Linked DNA regions of Canis lupus: region 1 is linked to region 2. Evidence: chromatin contacts called from public Hi-C data. All regions are on one chromosome and are shown on one strand. The core of a region is the stretch at or near the end of the contact, and the rest is flanking DNA. Distances in the headings are between cores, read along the strand shown. Region 1 holds the start of GDAP1L1 (ganglioside-induced differentiation-associated protein 1-like 1). Region 2 holds the start of SRSF6 (serine/arginine-rich splicing factor 6).

Evidence for each region. A called contact is a pair of places that touch in the nucleus more often than the background predicts.
Region 1: a contact with region 2 is called in a Hi-C map of blood, with 3 times the contacts expected there. The contact joins the promoter of GDAP1L1 here to the promoter of SRSF6 in region 2. A contact is called at or near these places in 2 of 9 Hi-C or Micro-C datasets (amygdala and blood).

The regions. Positions count from the first base shown.
Region 1 is chr24:32,372,287-32,375,420 of UU_Cfam_GSD_1.0, forward strand. GDAP1L1 (ganglioside-induced differentiation-associated protein 1-like 1) reads left to right here and starts at 1,276. Exons shown (of 9, transcript XM_038572385.1): 1 at 1,276-1,416; 2 at 1,832-1,925. OSER1 (oxidative stress-responsive serine-rich protein 1) reads right to left here and starts at 1,197. Exons shown (of 4, transcript XM_038572387.1): 1 at 1,039-1,197.
Region 2 is chr24:31,838,406-31,841,713 of UU_Cfam_GSD_1.0, forward strand. SRSF6 (serine/arginine-rich splicing factor 6) reads left to right here and starts at 1,955. Exons shown (of 6, transcript XM_038572342.1): 1 at 1,955-2,208; 2 at 2,433-2,581. The coding sequence starts at 2,102. LOC111092172 (a long non-coding RNA gene) reads right to left here and starts at 1,526. Exons shown (of 2, transcript XR_005377899.1): 1 at 1,141-1,526.

The DNA.
Region 1 (3,134 bases), core at 26-2,525, 530 kb after region 2:
ACTTTGCAAAGATTTTCCTAACCTTTCAAAAATGACAAGTAAAATTCTAAGTTCCTCCATCAAAAAGGGCAAATTCCTGGTTTTCTCTGACTTTCAGCGAATAGCAATGCGTCACAACCTCATACACATATCTCGGTAAGTTTTAATCACGACCTCTTTTAACCTCAAATCTAGGGCTAAATTTCCAGGAACCCGAAAAGACGTGAGATCGATCAGTAAAGGATCCCCGCGGTAAGCGTGTCATCGCAACGTTAAAGCTCTAGAAACTTTCCCGGCCTCGCAGGAAGCGCGGAGTGCGGGAAAGAAAACCCTGTCCTGCAACACACCCCCACCCCCCAAGGCACAAACAAGTCTAAGGTGAAAACTATCGGCCCCCCCGCAGGACAAAAACACACTCCTGTCTCTCTGCACACTCTCTCCCCCCCCCCCCCTCTCCCGGGCATAGCTAAAGCGCAATGTTAATTCCGTGCCCCCCCCCCGGCCCCGCCCAACCCAGAATCTGGAGCGGTCGCGATTCAACGAGATGAGGGGGGAAAGGTCAGGATCTGGGGGGTCGGGGGCGGGTCGGGGAGTGGAGAGCTAAGGCCCCAGCTCTCCTAGCCCGGGGTCTCCGACTGGAAAGGTGCCCCTGCTGGATGCTCCCTCCGCCGGGAGGAGAGGCTGGATGCAGGAGGAGGCGGGAGCGGAGCCCAAGAGGCAGCCAACGAGGCTGGGGCTCGGCAACAGCGGGAAAGGGCGGGAAGGGGCAAAGGGCGGCCAAGGAAGGCGAAAAGGGGAAGCTACAGGCGGGCGGGAGCGGGCGGGAGCGGGCGGGAGCGGGCGGAGGGGCGGGCCGCGGGAAGGGGAGACAGAGCCGAGCCCGGGCCGGGCCGAGCCGAGCCGGGCCGCGGCTGCCCAGGGGGTGCGGAGAGGCCCAGGCCCGGCCCGGCCCGGCCCAGGCAGTCAGCGCCGCGGGACTACGCGACGAGAGGCGGGCGGGAGCACGGGAAGCCGCCGCCGCCAGGCCGGAACCCCTCCCCGTAACGTCAAGGCACTCACCTCCTCGCTGCTGGGGCGCCCCGGGGATCCAGTCCCGTCGGCTCAGATCGTCTCTCCCGGATCGCGGCGCCTGACTGACCCGGATCCAAACCCGCGGAGGGGGCCAGCGCGCGCCTCCGGGGTCGCACTGCGCCTGCGTCACTCAGCACGCGCCCCGCCCCCCGCTCACGCTCCTCCCCCCCCGTGACTCGGCAGCGCGGCAGGCGGTGGCTGCGCAGGCGCGGGGCGCCGGCCGTGCCTCTCCGACGCCTTGTGCCCGCCCCTCTCGGAAGCACGTGCGCTCACGTCATTTCCTGTTATTCTCCTCGCTGGGTCTTCGGTCCTCCGTGGGTTCGCTCGGGACCGGGGTTTGGGGCGTGCCCGCTTCCTCTGTGTCAGGTGAGTGAGTAGGCGCTGTTCTTCGCCGTGGTCCAGCCGCCGCGCTTCCCAGGGTCTCCGGGGCCTGGTGCTGGTCCTGGAGTCGCTATGGCAACGGAAATTCCGCGGCCGGAGTGGGAGGACCTCGGCGAGGCTGCAGCCCCGCTGAGCTCGTGGCCCGACCCTCCTTGGTGCCAAGGAACCGGGCGACCGGCGACCGGCTCGGGCGCAGGCCCTCGTGTCCTGGCCTTGCAGAGGAGCGGAGAGGTAGGAGACACGGCCAGGGCCATCACCGTGAGGCCGGAATCGGAACGGCTGTAATGCCCCTGTTTGATCCGAGACGACTGCTCTTCACCTGTCTGGGCCACGGTTTCTGCGACTGTTAAGTGAGGAACTTGGACTTCATCAGCGAATCTGTTTTTGTTTTTTTTTTCAGGCATGGACTCCTTGGAAAATCTAGTGAGAACTCGACAGAGAAATGCACGTGCGCACTAAATCTTGCAACAAGGTTTATAGAGCCGTTCACCTAAGTAGGTTATTTTAAGGGATCTTTGCATTTGTAGGACTCAGTTGTTCAGATGAGAGAGAAGGGGTGATGGGTGCCACAGTTGCAGCCTCCCTCCGTCCCCGGGACTGGTTATTTATTTATTTGAGAAAGAGAGATAAGACACATGCGCATGGTTTGATCAATCAGCAGGGGACTTGCAGGACCTTTCTGCCAGGGAAGGACATCAAAAGGAAGATAGCTTCCTTCGATAGAATTGGCTAGAGTTGGTTCTGGCCCAACACTAGGTAGGGTGAGGGTTGTTACCTGAGCCAAAACTGGGTCTTCCCACTCCCACTCCTTGATACTCAGGTGTAGTCATCTAACTGGATAGGCTGCTGGGAATAGTTTAATCTAACTTAATTATAGCCAGACCTTGGGATACCTGACCCATCCCTGGGAATGGAATCTACATGTCCTAGTATAAGCTTGTTAAAAATAAAGCAGGTAGGGCAGCCTGATATTCCTGTGACTTCATACATTTTACAAATGAGGAAGCCTGGGATTCCAGATCACTTGTTCTAGCTTCCTTGTCCCTGGCCTGTCACTCAATGCTAGTAAGTGACTGAGTCAGGATTTAATCTGTCTCAAAAGCCTGTCCATCTACTGCTGCCCATTTCCCAACATCTTTTAGAAAAGAATAAAAAAGGGGAAAATATGGTGCTTTTATTTTTCTCAGAAGTTGCAAAGTGTGTTGCATCACGACTAAATATGTGTATTTAAGCTGTCATGTGAAAATACTCCTTCAAAAAAAAAAATACGCCTTCAGATAAGACTCCCACATACTTGACGGCAAGGCCTATATCTAGATCAGTAACAAATCCCCAAATCCTAACAGTTCCTGGAGGTTAGTAGGTACTAAACACAGTTTTGGTGAATTCTTCATTCTATCTTATTTCCATCCATTAAGGCATTAAATACTAACCAAAAAAATTTTAAGTGCTTCAAGTAAGCACATCTCCATCATAAAGTCAGCTGCTTTCTGAGAATGGCTCATTACTCAGGGAGTATTTGGAAAGTGAGAACCTCTGGGGAATACCTACCAAGTCTGTTAACTCATGCCACTTGCTGTGGCCTGAAATTTCAAGTCATTACACACAGGCCTGGCTCATTGTGTGATACCTCGTGACAGAATGAGATAGAAAAGCTGCAAAACATTTCATCTGAGGGAATAAAAAGCTAGATATGCCTCCTG
Region 2 (3,308 bases), core at 705-3,204:
AAAGAAGAAGAAGAAAGAGTGGCCTTTGGGCTCTGGGAAGAGAGGTGACAGGAAGCAGAGATGACATCACTGCATCTTTCTCTTCAGGCACATGAACTACAAAGAGTGGAGGCGACACCCCATTCCCCATCCTTTAATAAGTACTACACCATTACCTTCCCAAAAGTAACGTTCAGTCCAACCAGCACGGTATCAGTGCCATTTCCTAATTCACCTCTTGCCCATGATGAATTTTAACAATTTAAAAAACATTGACAATTTGATGAGTGAAAAAGTCTCACTATTTAATTCTCTTTTCCCTGAGTATATCCCATGAATTTTTAAAGATCTACCTTACATTGTATTTATCTAACTTTAAGCACAGACCCTAATAACCTTTACCACTAGATGCCAGTATTAACACTTCTCCTCTGGTCGGACAACCAGCTAGTCTCAAGACTTTGCCAAAAGTCCCCTGGAGAGCAAAATCGCCCTCTTTCCACCAGCTGAAGAATATTAAGGTTGGACCACTCAAAAAGAGCTGGAATATTCGCAAATACCTGAACAGCCAGTGTTATCTCACTGATACTGTCTCCTCTCTTGCTTCTGTGACCCCGTGGTCTCCGTTCCTTCCCCACCTCTCTGCTCCCTCATTCCCAGTCTCCTTTCCTGTAGTCAAGTCTCAGAATACACGAGGGCCTTCTCTCCACTTAAACTTACTCCTTCGGAGTTTTCATGTAGTTCTCTAGGGAATCCCTGGGTGGCTCAGCGGTTTGGCGCCTGCCTTTGGCTCAGAGCGTGATCCTGGATCCCGGGATCCAATCCCACATCAGGCTCCCTGCATGGAGCCTGCTTCTCCCTCTGCCTGTGTCTCTGTATCTCTCATGAATAAATAAAAATCTTTAAAAATAAATAGGGCAGCCCCGGTGGCCCAGCGGTTTAGCGCCGCCTTCAGCCCGGGGTGTGATCCTGGAGACTCAGGATCCAGTCCCACGTCGGGCTTCCTGCATGGAGCCTGCTTCTCCCTCTGCGTGTCTCTCTCTCTCTCTCTCTGAATAAATAATCTTTAATAAAAACAAATAAATAAGCAACTCTAGTGATACACCAAAAAAAAAAAAAAAAGATGTAAATTTCTGCCACATAGAACAGGTGCCTTCCAACCTGTTGGGGGAAGAGATGGCGCTGGGACACACCGGACTCTCCATCCCAGGGAGAAAAAAGAGCGCACGTCTGCTGGAGGGCTGTCAGGTCTTGCTCGACCTTCTGGGGCCAGAGGCTCTCTGCGAGCACGCACGGCGAGCGTGGAATGACCACGTACACAGGAATCTACAGGTGACCCCAGCGGCCAGCGCTCCCAGAGAGACCCACGGAGGCAGGGGGGGCTGTGCCGCGGGGCGGTCGAGGCTGATAACGACTCTGAGTGAAGCCACCAGGGATGGAGGCCAGTGGGGCTGCGCGCTCGCAACACCATCCGGGCCGGGCCACCGCGACCGCGGAGCTGGAGCCGGCGATCCGGTGAAAGCAGCCAACCAACGGTACCGGAGCGCGCGCTCCCAGCCCAGCGGAGCGTGAACCCACCGGGGGGAGGGGGGGAGGAGCTGCCCCGCTCTCAGGAGCCAATCAGAGGCCACGGAGGCCTATTACGACAACCTCAGGAACCAATGAAAAGCGAGACCCCCCCCCATAGCCTGCCTCCCGGGCGCCTGTCCCGGGAGGATCACCGGAAGAACTTTTTTAGAAAGTGCAAATTAGGAGACAAGTCCGTGGCTCCGCGGCGGGGCGCTGCGTTTACTAAGATGGGTGTTGAGAACCGTGTGAGCGAGCAGAACCGCGCTTCCCCGAAACTCGCGGGCGGTGGGATCGCAAGTCACCCCCAAGCCCAGGGCTCCAGCGCGGGAGGGTACGTGCTGCGCGCTGACGTCACGCGCCGGCCCCGCCCCCCGCCCGCCCGCCCTTATAGCGTAGCCCTGGCGCGCGCGCACCATTGTGTGGCTGGACTCGGCCGCCGCTGCGGTGTGAGGCGCGTGTTCGGGCTCTCGCCGTCGCCGCACCCGCACCGCGGCTTTCGCCTTGCGGCCCGCCGTTCGATAGCCAGCCCCCGGGGCCCCTGCCCGCCACGAACATGCCGCGCGTCTACATAGGACGCCTGAGCTACAACGTCCGGGAGAAGGACATCCAGCGCTTTTTCAGTGGCTATGGCCGCCTCCTCGAAATAGACCTCAAAAATGGGTGAGTCGGGCCTGGGCGCCCGCTTCCGCCCGCAGCGCCCTGGGTCTGGCGGCAGCGGGGCCCGCCGGACGGAAGAGGGCCAAGGCCGCGGCGCCGCGTGGCAGGGCCGCCAAGATGGCGGCGGCGCGGGGCCGCGGGAGCGCGCGCGGGGGGGTGGGAGCGCGCGCGTGCGCGGCCCCGGCCTAACGACGCCCGCCGGGCCCCGGCCCTCGCACCGCCCCCAGGTACGGCTTCGTGGAGTTCGAGGACTCCCGCGACGCCGACGACGCCGTTTACGAGCTGAACGGCAAAGAGCTCTGCGGCGAGCGCGTGATCGTGGAGCACGCCCGGGGCCCGCGCCGTGACCGCGACGGCTACAGCTACGGAAGCCGCAGTGAGTCCCACCCCCCGCGCGCTCCGCGTCCTTGGGACCCTGGGGGGTGGGCGCAGGCCAGGGTGGGCGGGGTGGGGCCTCCCAACCCGGGCAGGCGTGGCGACGCGGGTCCTTTGACTGCAGTGTCCCCGGGCCCCGCTGCCTTCACGCCTGCCCGGGGCAGCCACGGGACGCCGGAGCGCGGGGATTGGGTTGTGGGTTTTGCCTAGCCAGGGTTGGGGTGTTTGGCGGGGGGAGGGTTCTTTAATTTTATTCTTTTAGTTTTTGGTTTTTGCTAGGTTGGGAGGGGGGTGGTTTGAGCCCCTGTCAGCACTGTCGTGGGCTCTGCCCACGGAGGAAGTGAGGCATGGTTGTATTTGTTGTATCCCCCTCGCTTACCTGACAGTGCCTTAGCTAGAAATGTGAATGCGTTAGCGTAGAAGTGTAAGGGCAGGCCGGGTGGAGGGTGGGGTGGGGCGGGGCGGGGTGGAGGGCTGGGTAGGGTCAGGGGAGGGATTTAAAGTTTAGTTATTAAAATTGGCGGGGGCCAAAGAAAATTTCGAAGCAATGTGGTATAGTACCACAAAGTATACTTAAATAAGCTTCATGCTATATTTGAAATAGTTGGGGCATGTTCTTGGGAGGAGGCGGGAGGGGTTTGGTTATGTGAAATGTTTGATGTTGAAATTGTTGCATGTTGAATTCAAACTTTTTAACAAGTCCTTGATGTTTCAATTTGAAAGTGACC